2 separate regions of the Macaca mulatta genome follow, and region 2 is linked to region 1. The links are chromatin contacts, called in public Hi-C maps. All regions are on one chromosome and are shown on one strand. Each heading gives the region's core, a stretch centred on a gene start, on an enhancer-like site or on the middle of the called end of the contact. The rest is flanking DNA. Distances are from core to core; before and after follow the strand shown.

The links. A called contact is a pair of places that touch in the nucleus more often than the background predicts.
Region 2: a Hi-C map of liver shows a contact between it and region 1, with 10 times the contacts expected there. The contact joins two enhancer-like sites. A contact is called at or near these places in 8 of 14 Hi-C or Micro-C datasets (blood, cortical neurons, fetal cortex germinal zone and 4 more).

The regions. Positions count from the first base shown.
Region 1 is chr4:135,199,678-135,206,811 of T2T-MMU8v2.0, forward strand. No RefSeq gene overlaps it. Among named protein-coding and RNA genes, the nearest start is that of ADGRF5, 34 kb to the right of the region's middle. Within about 2 kb of position 3,189, at least 4 of the 40 cell types and tissues checked have an H3K27ac peak or open chromatin away from gene starts, as enhancers often do.
Region 2 is chr4:135,339,798-135,346,024 of T2T-MMU8v2.0, forward strand. ADGRF5 (adhesion G protein-coupled receptor F5) reads left to right here. Exons shown (of 22, transcript XM_077999826.1): 22 at 1-696. Among named protein-coding and RNA genes, the nearest start is that of MEP1A, 53 kb to the right of the region's middle. Within about 2 kb of position 4,539, at least 8 of the 40 cell types and tissues checked have an H3K27ac peak or open chromatin away from gene starts, as enhancers often do.

The DNA of each region.
Region 1 (7,134 bases), core at 1,939-4,438:
TTCTTAATCCAGTCTATCATTGATGGACATTTGGATTGGTTCCAAGTCTTTGCTATTGTGAATAGTGCTGCAATAAACATACATGTGCATATGTCTGTATAGTAGTATGATTTATAATCCTCTGGGTTTATACCCAGTAATGGGATTGCTGGGTCAAAAGGTATTTCTAGTTCTAGATCCTTGAGGAATCGCCACTCTGTCTTCCACAGTGGTTGAACTAATTTACACTCCCACTAACAGTGTAAAGGCGTTCCTATTTCTCCATGTCCTCTCCAGCATCTATTGTTTCCTGACCTTTTAATAATCACCAAATCATTAAGTAGATTCCATTTGTCTATTTTGGCTTTTGTTTCCATTGCTTTTGGTGTTTTAGTCGTGAAGTCCTTGCCCATGCCTATGTCCTGAATGGTATTGCCTAGGTTTTCTTCTAGGATTTTTATGGTTTTAGGTCTAAAATTTAAGTATTTAATCCATCTTGAATTAATTTTCGTATAAGGTGTAAGGAAGGGATCCAGTTTCAGCTTTCTACATATGGCTAGCCAGTTTTCCCAACACCATTTATTAAATAGGGATTCCTTTTCCCATTTCTTGTTTTTGTCAGGTTTGTCAAAGATCAGATGGTTGTAGATGTGTGGTGTTACTTCTGAGGCCTCTGTTCTGTTCCATTGGTCTATATATCTGTTTGGGTACCAGTACCATGCTGTTTTGGTTACTGTAGTCTTGTAGCATAGTTTGAAGTCAGGTAACGTGATGCCTCCAGTTTTGTTCTTTTTGCTTAGGATTGTCTTGGCAATGCAAGCTTTTTTATGATTCCATATGAACTTTGAAGTAGTTTTTTTTTTTCCAATTCTGTGAAGAAAGTTATTGATAGCTTGATGGGGATGGCATTGAATCTATAAAATACGTTGGGCAGTATGGCCATTTTCACTATATTGATTCTTCCTACCCATGAGCATGGAATGTTCTTCCATTTGTTGGTGTCCTCTTTTATTTTGTTGAGCAGTGGCATGTATTTCTCCTTGAAGAGGTCCTTCACATCTCTTTAAGTTGGATTCCTAGGTATTTTGTTCTCTTTGTAGCAATTGTGAATGGGAGTTCACTCATGATTTGGCTCTCTGTTTTTCTGTTATTGGTGTTATTGGTGTATAGGAATGCTTGTGATTTTTGCACATTGATTTTGTATCCTGAGTTTTTGCTGAAGTTGCTTATCAGCTTAAGGAGGGTTTGGGCTGAGATGATGGGGTTTTCTAAATATACAGTCATGTCAACTGCAAACAGGGACAATTTGACTTCCTTTTCCCCTACCTGAATACCCTTTCTTTCTTTCTCTTGCCTTAATGCCCTGGCCAGAACTTCCAACACTATGTTGAATAGGAGTGTTGAGAGAGGGCACCTTGTCTTCTGCCGGTTTTCAAAGGGAATGCTTCCAATTTTTGCCCATTCAGTATGATATTGGCTGTGGGTTTGTCATAAATAGCTGTTATTATTTTGATATACATTCCATCAATACCTAGCCATTTTGCGACAACCTCAAGTGGTTCTTCTGTGGAAAGACAATTTGCATTTTGTAAGAAGGCAGTAGGCCTATATTGTAATTACCCTTATCAAACTTCAGGGGGCAGGCTTCGACCGAGAAATAAATCGTGGACAGCTTCCTTAAAGCTTAAATACACCTGAAATTCACTCTCAAATTTGAGGGTGCAAAAGACGTTTTAATCTCACCACTCTAATTAGGGGCAATCGGCATTGTTGCTGCTTTGGTTTGTATAATAAAAGAGATTAGGAATCTGTGACTATAATAGCTCTGTTTTCTGATGGCAAACAATGCCTCTGTTTCCTGGGTTTATGCCCAAGTGTGCTGGTAAACACTGAAGACCGCTTTAAGCAAAGCAGGAATTAGCCATGGGTGGCACGGGATTTTCATCTGCTAGAAAAACAGTGTTTTTTTTTTTAATATTTGAGTCGTATCAAAAGGTTATACCTTGGATACCTTGGGCAAAACAGAGTTAATTCAAATATGTGGCTTGAAAAATAGATTAGAAATATTCTGTACTTTTTGGATTCACTTCTTACTTTGGGAAGAAAGAGTCTGGAAAATTTTGCATAGTTTTGTCAGCCTAGAGCTCCACTTCCATGGATGAATTACATAAAACTGTTTACAGATTCCACTTTGTACCCCAGGTCTTAAGGTAGAGGGAACAAAATAAAGCAAACAAACATAAAACAGTGACTTGAATGCAGAACAGAGATTTGCAAGGTCCCCAGGGGTTGGCCTGGAAAGCTCAGGGCTGCTTTGCAGTTAACTCTTCAGCCTTCACCACCGTGGCCCAGGCTTACCTTAGCAAGCTCCCCTCCCTTGTTTGGAAAGTCTCCCCACTGACCTCACCTTGTGAAGCAGCAACAGACCATATTTTATCCATAGACATGTATCCCTTCTGGAGAGAAATTGTACACTGGGGCTGTCTTTTAACAGCATAACATTCTTAACACCATGCCATGAGGTAATTTTTCCATACCCTTTATCTAAGAGTCTCCTGCTAACCTGGGCAAAGTGGAGGAGGGGTGAAACTGGAGCAAAGAACTAAAAGAAGTGATAGGGGAAGAGTTCCCTAGTTCACTGATTACCATGAATTCTCCCATAGGGGGTCCACATTTCACCTGGCTTGATCTTAACCAAACGTGCCTAGTTGTATTTCCTTGATTGGCTCCTGTGGGGAAATGGGGAGATTTTTCTGTGGGACAGGGAGTCCTTGGGAGGCTTGGGGTCTAGCTTCTTCCTGTTGTCTCTCTGCATTTCAGTTTCCCATCTGTAAAACCACAGATCCACATTCATTAGATAGGCTTAAAGGTCTCTTCTATCTCTGACTTTCTATAATTCTGGGTCTCCTCATGAGTATCACGCTGGGAGAAGAGAAATTTATCACTGAAGAATACCAGCCCAAATGGGTTTGGCAAGACCTTATCTTGCTGGATAGAAATTGTAGATAAAGCATTGCCAACAGCTACATTATGCCAACCAAATGGGAGGCAACATCCCTTTGGAATTCTGACCCGATGCTCGAAACCAGAGCAAAGGAGTTCCTCAGTGTGATGTTCTGCCAAGGGACACACTGGATTTGTGGATAAGGTTTCCTGGTTCTTAGATCTCAGCCATATCCCTGAACAGGGCATGGGCAAGGCAGCTGTGAATTCCATGACAACATGCTGCTGGGCACTGCCAAGGATAATTCTTCGCAGCATGAAAGCTTTGCCTGGTGCTGGTGATAATGTGACTCTCTCTTCCTGAGGTAGGCTGGGCAGGAGAGCCAGCCCCATCTGTCTTCTATTTCACCACATTGTGGGAAATGTTATGTAGCCACCCTTTCCCCAATAACTAATTTTAAAAGGGTGAAATTAAAAAGTCACATTCGTGAAATCACTTCTATCATTTCTGCTGACAATTGTTTACATATGAAAGTCTGCGTTATATGAATTGCTCATAGCCTGCTTTCTCTTAGATCAGAGAATCGTTCTCAGGGAGTATTCCCCAGCCAGCAGCATCAGCGTCACCTAGAACTTATTAGAAATGCCAGTTCTTGGACTTCTCCCCAGACCTTCTGAATTAGAAACTCCAGAGCAGGGCCCAGAGACCTGTTATTTTAGCAAACTCTTTGGTGACTCTGGTGCACGCTTAAATTTGGGAACCACTGAGATAGGGAATGTTAGAGACCAAGGGCTGGAGATTAGGATCAGCAAGGCTGGGAAGCCTCCCTTATGCTGGAGAGTAGGGGGTGGGGGTGAGGACTTGTTTCCATCTTATTTTCTATGGACAACACTTCCGTGAGCATCAGTAAGCAACAAAGTCTTGGTAATGATGTGAGCAGAGAAGTGATTAATGCTGGGTGGTAGCATTCTAGAAAATGTAATAGAACTGTTAAGAAAGTTATGGGTTTGAGGCCTGCTTCCAACACTTACCATATTAACTTGGTTACATTACAAAAGTTTGGTTACTTCATCTGTAAAGTTATTGTTGAAAGTACACGAGAGAAGCCTGAAAATTCTTAGGATACTGCTATTTACTAAACATTCAACAAATGGTGGCTGTTATTTACATTAATGACACTAACGTTAATAATAAAGCATGAATTCTATAGAACATCATTACTACTGAAAAGCAATGTGCATAGAGGAAAACACAGTCTTTGGGGACAATAGACAGAGTTCAAACCTCAATTCTGTTATTGACCACCTCGGACAGGCCATCTTATTCCTTTTTATTTGTAAAATGAGAAAGATGACATTTACCGTGCAGGGTTCTTTGGAAACCTAAATGGAGGTAAAGGTAAAGCAGCTTGTTTGGTGCCTGTAATATGATAGGCAATCGGTAATTTTCTTTTTACTTTCTCTTTTTCAGAAGAAAAAATAAGCCCAAATTTGTAAAAGTATGGTCAGTGGGCCATGGATTTTCCAGACAAAACATTCCTATAAGGGTATTCTATCCAGACGGCTTAGGAAATGCCTGTTCAGTTTTATAGAAAAAGGCATACAAATGGCCAACAGGCATATGAAAAACTGCTAATTATCAGCAATCATTAGGAAAATGCAAATCAATACCACAATGAGATATCATCGGACCGTAGTTAAAAATGGCTATTATTAAAAAGACAACAAGTAACAAATACTGGTGAGGATGCTGAAAAAGGGGAATGTTAGTGCACTGCTGATAGAAATGCAAATTAGTAGAGCCACTCTGGAAAACACTGTGGAAGTTCCTCAAAAAATTTCAAATAAATCTACTATGTGATCCAGAAGAATGAAATTCTGCCATTTGCAGGGATATGGATGGAACTATAGAACATTATATCAAGCAAAATATGCCAGGCACAGAAAGAAAAAGATTGCATGTTCTCACTCATACTTAAAAAAGTTGATCTCATCGAGGTGGAGAGGGATGATGGCTACCAGAGACTGGGAAGGGGGAACAGGGATGAAGAAAGGTTAGTTAATGTGTACAAAAATATAGTTGGATAGAAGGAATGGAAGTTCTAGTGTTTGGTAGCACAATAAGGTGATTGTTAACAATAATTTACTGTGTATTTCAAAACAGCTAGAAAAGAAGATTTGAAATGTTCCCAATAAATAGAAATTATAAATGCCCGAGGTGATGAATATCCCAATTACCCTGATGGAACCATTACACATTATATGAATGTATCAAAATATCAGATGCACACCATAAATATGTATAACTATTATGTATCAATAAAAAAAAGAAAATGTCATTTAAAGGTAAGGGGAAGGACTACAGGGGCTTATGAAGAAGAAAGTGACCCTTGACAAGTAGAAAGAAAAATAGCTCAGGGAAAATAAGGCTTTTAACAGAATGATACTGAAGAACTATAAACCCAAATACACTTCTAATTATTTTTTCCTTGTTAATATAAAATAGGCTTTTAAAATATATCAAAAAACCATTAGTATTACTTTTACTTAGGACATTTCCAAGTCTACAGAACTTTTGGGTTCCTAAACTGCAATCTCATACTAGCCCATCTGTCCCTCTGCCTTTTATATTTTTACTTTAGGGAAGACCAGTCACCAGCCTCAGATATCTTTTTGTGGCCTCTTCTTTTCTCCACTCTGCCTCCCCCAAATGTATATTCACTTTCCTTATCCTGGTGTTGCAGGTGCTGAGAGGGGTTGTGTGTTACAAAAATGTACATTGGGTTGTTTAAATGAACCAAAGTTTACATTTGAGTGTAAGCATAAGATGTATAGGAGGTGTGAGTATGAGGTGGTGAGATTGACTCCTTGCTTTCCAAAGAGGAATTTTTACTTCTATTTGTTTGTTTATTTATTTATTTATTTATTTATTTACTTACTTACTTGAGGAGATTCAGTGGTGTGGCCGGAATTACAGAATTGGGGTGCCACATTTACATTATAGCTCTCACACTCAGCTGTCATCCTCTGGTGAGTAATTTAGTCTCTCCGAAACCTCACTTCCCCAACTGTAAAATTAAAACAGTAATGGTACCTGCCTACAGGGTTTTTATGGGCATTAAATGAAATAGTGTATTTAGCAAAATTCCTGGACCATAGTATGTGCCTACTATATGTTAGCTTGTATTATTAGCTTTTATTTTACTGGAAATGTAAAAATTTTTATAAGACAGAAAGTATCCATTTCTTTCCTCATTATACTTGACTTTCCAGTTCCCTATGCACCCATTTGCCCCACACCAAGAAATAATCACTGTTAAAAGTTTGGAATATGTTGTTCAAGACTTCCTCCTTCCACGTAAGTAGGATCCCACTTTCCACATGTATGTATTCTGCCTTCTAGACATATTTAATGCTTTTTTCAAAAGCTCACAAAAGAAATTTGGCAATTTCCTGTGAGAACTGAACCAGGTTTGAAATGCAGAAGAAAATAGATCTCATAACTTAATTTTTATTTTTTATAATTATCCAGTCCAAAATGTCATTTTGTTTTTGTTTTGAGACAAGTTCTCCCTCTGTCACCAGGCTGTAGTGCATTGGCACAATCATGGTTCACTGAAGCCTCTACCTCCCAGGCTCGAGCAGTCCTCCCTCCTCAGCCTCCTGAGTAGCTGGGATTACAAGCGTGAGTCACCATGCCTGGCTAAATTAAATTTTTTTTTTTTTTTGTAGAGACAGAGTCTCACTATATTTCCTAGGCTGGTCTCAAACTCCTGGGCTCCAGTGATCCTCCTGCGTTGGCCCCCAAAAGTGTTGGGATTACAGGCGTGAGCCACCACAGTCAGCTGACCTCATGACTTTAGGTCTATCTCTAGAGCTCTGTATTCAGAGCTTTCAAGTTACACCAAATTTTTCAAAATAAAAACTACCTTGATATACGTGGTTATTTATACCCATGGGTCTGGATAAATTTTATTTTCTCAAAAAATTTACACTCCTCTCAAAGATTCAGATGTTGGTACCATAATAGATATCTAGAAGATTGTGATGCAAGTCCTGAGGGTACCTCCAGGAGGAGTATCAACTATGCCCCCGCTGCACCCTCCCAGTTCTGGCCACTCCATCCACCTCCATGCTCCCTGCCAGCCCAGGAGTGCACTGTCAAGCCCCAAATCAAAGTGTAACTCTGGGCCTCTCCCTCCAGGGCAGCCA
Region 2 (6,227 bases), core at 3,289-5,788, 140 kb after region 1:
ATTAAGGGCCACATTTTAAGATTTCCATGTTAATGATCTAATATAATCACTCAGATAGTGCAACACTGAGAATTTTTTTAATGGCCCAAAAATGGAAACTGAAAGTCAGCCACAGGGAATGAATGCTTTGGGCAGTGTCTTCCTGATGTCTTCTTAGCTAAGAGGAGGGAAAAAAGGCTGAAAAAATAGGGAGGAAATTCCTTCATCAGAACCACTTCAAGTGGATAATAATATTTATAAGAAATGAATGGAAGGAAATATGATTCTCCTGACGCTAAACACATGCATATATACTTTGTATGTTAAAGTTTGAACTAAGTGAATGTATCTGCGGAGGAAGTATTATAAAGATACGTCATTAGATCCAAGTGCAGATTACATTTTTATAGTTTATCAGAAAAGCCTTATATATTTGTTCCACATTTTGAAAGCAAAAAATGTATTTTTTACATACCCTTCAATTGCCAAATTTGATACATTGCACTGAAGACAGACCCTGTCATATAGTTAATGGCTTTAAGCAGGTACTTCTCTGTGCAGTATAGATTTTAATAATCTTATAGCATTGTACATTATTATTGCTGTTGTCACTGTTATTGTTACTGTGGATAATGGCCCTTGGTGTGTTGTATAGCTCCCTATGTATTCTCTGTTTCCATCTTTAAGTTCCCAGACCAATATACATTAAGAGCTTTGCATGGTCTAAGTTGTGTTTATTCCAACCACTCAGAAAGCTCCTGGAAAGAAATTTTACATTTGGCTGTTCTGTGCTCCTAATGACACTTGACCTTGTTGAACAAATGGCAGAACCTTTCCCAAGGATTTGATTGTGAATTATCTGCATGTGTGCTTCTTTTTTTGGTGTGTATGTATTTCATTAAAAAATATAAATATTTATGAAAATAGCATCCATATTAGAGTTAACTCATATTAGAGTTAATAGCATCCATATTAGAGTGAATAACCATGTGCTATTGATACAGCAACCCTACATTGCAAATAGAAGTCCTATCCCAAAAGGAAAATGAGACAAAAATAGAGATGTGGGACTACTCAGGATATGTGGGCTGTGTGGCAACATAAATGGGCACAGCCATTAGGAAGATGGGGCAAAAGAGGCTGAGATTCAACAGCCATTTCTTTATTGAGGTTCAAAGGAGTTTTCTTTTAATATTTTAATCCTTTAACATATCTTCTTTTTATTTTAAATTTTAAATTCTACTTAAATTCTGCTTCTGCCTCTCTTTTCTTCATAGAGAAGGAGAGGCATGGGGCAGAGGTGGGACAGTTAACGTAAATGAATTCTTTATTTCTACATATTCACAAATGACATAGACATCTACTCCCACATTTGCCTGAGAATTGTCGCATCCCTGTCCCAAATGAATGGTGCATTACCAAAAGTCCCTAAAGGAAATCATTGTTATGCTGTAAGTGCATGCCACATTCTTCAGGAATGATCAACTTTGGGCAGAGCTTGGTACTAAGAAGATGGAGACAGAGGTTGGGTTGGGAGAAATCCCTTGAATTAGAATTAGAATTAGAATTAGAGAAAGAAGGCCTTTGACTGATTTGGTTCCTGAAGTTATATCAAGAAGAATCGAGCCAGGCTTGGAGCCCAATGTTAGCAGGGCTATCTTGACATGATCAATCAAGGAAAGCACACAGTATTGGGAGCAGGATGTGGTTGTCATGCTCAAAAATTCAGTGGGACAAGAAACGCTGAACTTCCACCCACTTCAGCCAAGATCCCTCGGGGAATCACTGTGTTCAACCCTCTGAAGGGAACTTTCATTATAGCAGGAGCCTGTGGGAGTTACACAGGATGTGGATCTGCCCCACTGCTCCACTCGTTAACTGGGGCATATTCCCTTATCCCCAGCACACACAAATACACACATGCGCACATGTGCACATACATACATGCATGTGCTTTCACCCTTTCAAGCCACAGCACTGGGTCCAAATTCCAGAAAAGCTATGAAAGCAAATAATTGGAGAAACACTTGCTGGTTTTCTGCCCACTGCAATACGCATTAGCCCAGCCACTACCCTTTCTCAAGAACACCCTAAAATGAACAGTAGAATTCAAAATTGTAGAAGAGCAGCTATGAAGCTGAGAATTTTATGAATGCAGGAACCTTGCTCGGCCCTGAGGTTGCCATCTCTCAATCAGCAATGATTACAAGGCTATTAGTAGCAGATTTCTGAGAATGAAGGCACATTGAGTTGTGCGATCTACTTTGTTTGTAAGGTGCCCAGTGCTTCCCTGTGTTTCTGACATCTCTCAGTGTATAAAGTCCATTCCCTGGGCCTAAACTTTCTTGCATTAGGAGCTTTCCATTAAGTCAGTTTCTTGCAAAGGGCTCTGTCCTAATGCGTCAGAGTCTGTGAGGTTAGAACATTCACAAATGAGCAGTTAATACAGATTACAGGAATATTCTCTGGGAATATTCTAAGTCCAGACTAACACATCATTTCTTGAGTAAGCCAGATGTCTGCCATCCTCCTCCCCCATTTCTTATTGTTTACATGGGGAAACAGTTAAATAAATGTCCGTGGGGTTTTCAGGATGTAGGTTGCTAAGGTCAGAAATTAAGAAAGACTGTGGGAAGTCACAGCCTTTTGTGGTTTGTATAGAGAATTTCAAAAAGATCCATGTTGGAATGCTTCAGAAAAAAAAAAGTTATATGGAGATGAGAAAGATTACAGCAATTAGTACATATAGAAAGGAGGTGTGGGCGAGTTATTGAGGTGAATGGAGCAGGAAATCACAATCATTTGAAGACAAAAAGAAATAGGTGGTCCTAGAAATGCCAGGTAGGTGGAATGCATTTATTTTGTGTCATGTGATGGTGAAGTCAAATAAGGCCTCCTCATCTCAAAGAGGAAACCCAGTGACCCAGGCCAGTAAAAGTGTGATTCTTCAAGTGTCCAAAATGAAGGTGGAACTTACCGGGCACATACCTTCTGATTGTGTTTTTAAAAGGGCAATTGGAATAGTGTTTCATCATTTCAAGAGCCCGGTAGTTTAGCGTTAATATTAGGTTCTATTGGTTTCTAAAATTATGACTTGGGATTTAAAATTGCATCATGTATGCCAGCACACAGCTATGCTTCCTTTCCATACTATAACAATGAAATATCTAATGAGATCTCTTGAGCTATCTTTGTAGTAATTGTGTGTCTTCTTGCAATGTGGTGCTGCCCTGCTCAGTCTTCTGCATGTCACCCAGAATGCAGCTCCATTTTCCAAACAGCAAACTATCCTTTCCATCTTCCAGGCATGGAGGAGGCCAGCAGCTCGCTGCTGAACTCAACTGGCTGGCAGGGCTGATGGCTTCCCTCACGCCATCTGCACTTCCAAGCCGTGTGCAAAGATCCATCACGTTATAGAAGGTTTAAACAAGGGTCCTTGAAGTAAAGTTTTCAGAAACAAATTGTCTGGCAAACAAAGAGATGCCTGTTCCAACATTTGTGTGTGGATGGCTTGGAATTTTCATTGACAGCTGAAAATAGAGCCCTCATTTCCTACAGATGAATATACAGGATGTGAGGGCTCTATTTATCCTCTAGCACATTCTCGATGGAAACCAAGTTTCCCACTCTTAGTGAATATGGAGTGGACAGAAGAAGAAGAGAAGGGAGATGGGACAACTCCCGAAGCCCGCTCTGTGCCAGACACCAGTTCTTATCTCCAAATACCATCTGTATGTGTTAGGGGTGGGCGTGGGGGCCTTGGTCGTGGTGTCCTACGATTCAGACACAGCCGTCCTGTCTATTCTTAAATGATTTTATACACACGCATCCTTCTCTTTTAACCTGTAAACTTTGAGACGACATTGAAAAGCCACCAGTGTCCACAACAGGTCCCTCCGCACACATCGGGCATGGTTAGGAGATACATGAGCCTGTTCCCACCCCAGGGTTTTTATTCTCTCATGCAGAGCCAAGTGAAGGATGCCAGTGACTATTGAAGCCTAAACAGAACAAACCCAGGATCCTGGACAGGGGGAAATGGCTTTATTCTCAGCATGAAAGGCAAGAGGACCTGATTGGGCAAGTGGTGGGCAGATTGCTGTCACGGCCCACTTCTGATGACATTAAACAACAAAACCCAGGAATGACTTTGGGCCCTGCCTTTTTCGGATTTTGATTGGTGCCATCCTGAGTCTTCCATCCTGCCAGCCAGCCGGCACCGCAGCAGTTGTGGGAAGAGGAATTTGACTTTGATTAACCGAGAAAAACTGTGCACGCGTTTTCTGTTTTATTTATTTATTTTTTCCTGGAACTGTGAGGGTTTTCCCATGCCCCAGGGGCTCCCTCACAGCTGTCCTATCCCAAGCATTCCCGACAGGAATCTCCAGCTGGGCCGGAGTGACAGCTGGCCTCCAGCACTGCAGCTCCACAACCACCGCCTGCGTCTCCTGAGGCTCGCGCGCCCCCTGGTGGGCTTGAAAGGAAGTGTCCCCGTTGCGGTCCGGCCTCAGGAAGCGCGTGGGAGGCCGAATCAGTCCCGCGGATGACGCGCCCAATGAGCTATGTTCAGGAAGTAGTATGATCACATGGACAGAGCGAAGGTCAAGGCATAGTGGATAACAGAAACCAGGAATGAAAAAAATCTCTTTCACTCCCGCCTCCTAATACTTTTATATTATGATCCTTGCAGAGGAAAGGGTAGTCAGAAAGCCACGTAGGAATGTGGAGGGAGTTTCACACACGTAGTTTCAGTGTGTGAAAGGCGAAGGAAATTTAGGGCCCCCAATTCACTATGCAAAAAGGAAAAAAATTAAGATGGAAGCTGAGTCAAGCAAGAAACAGCTTTTTCCTTCTGTTGCTAAGCAAATAGCTATTAGATGAAAGGCCAGATATCTCCACAGATGGCTACAGTAGGTTCACCTTTTATGTAAAGTGCCAATTTACTGAGATGAATAGATCACTGGCTGTTCCCCTAGCTGCTCCTTTTCTCCTACAAGGCATAGATTCAGCGATGTGACCATACCCTCCCTCTTTCGTCTCCACTTTTCCCCTTTAAATACTGAATCCCTCAAAATATCTTTGCAGAAAGACACAGACCACAGACTGTCTCTGTGATTCTGTGTTCCTTTATTCCAGGCTTGTTCTTAACTTTGGCAAAATAAACTTCTAAGTTGATTGAGACCTGTCTCAGAGACTGGTTTACAAGTGTGCCTAGCACATCCACAGGCAGGCATACATTTCTGAGGCATACTCACTGGGATAGCTCCTTCCTTTCTCTGTCCCCCCTCACTGATTGACTCTCATTTATGGCACTAACAGCAAAGCTGAAAGCCCCGAAAATGATCTAGTTCACCCATTCCAGATAGGCTGCTGGAAGGTCGTTTGAGGAAGAAAAATGGGTGCCTTCCATGTTTCATGGGAACCTAATAGTTTTTCCATCAAGGCAGCTGCAAAAGGATTAACATAGGTGGTCTCCTATTCCCTTTCCTAATTCATCCATTGAAAGCCACTGCTGGCCTGGATTTTCATTTTCAATCTATGAAGAATCTGCAGATGAATCTGCAGCTATCCCAGGGCTATCTGACAGTCCAGCCGGCAGCTGAGGCTGGATGGCAAGTTCCTACCCTAGCCTCTGAGCACACATTGCTAACATGTGATCCGAGAAGACCCAGGAGAAGTCAACAGGGCCAACTGCCAGCAGGGCTGGTCCTTGGAGTAGAGGGACAAACTGAACTGGCCTTAAGTAATGAGGCAGACAGCTTCCCAGTTTGAGGGGGATGTCACACACCTTGGCCTGTTGCTCCTATCCCCTCGAAATAGCTCTCACACCTTCTCCCTCATGTTGGACATTCCTTTTACAAAAACCAAAATCTCAAGGACAGATAAGATTAACAAGGTTAATCTCAGGTTAATCTCAAAGAGAGAAAATGTACGCAAATATACTTCTGGGTGAGAAACACAGTAACTTAAATTTACCATCGAATGAAAATGACTGGTAACTATGTAACTATGTTAACCAACATTTTTTGAGCTCTTGCTGTGTACCTGATGCTGTTCTAAGATTTTTATGCATATAATCTCATTTAAACAGTATACCAAACCAAAAGTAACTAAAGATTCTTTTTCTTCGCATTTTTAGAGGAAAAAAATTGAGCACAGAGAGGTAAATAACTTGCCCACAGTCACACAGCTGAGGACCAGTAGAACCAGGATCTAAATGCAGTGTCTGACCTAGAACATGGACATGT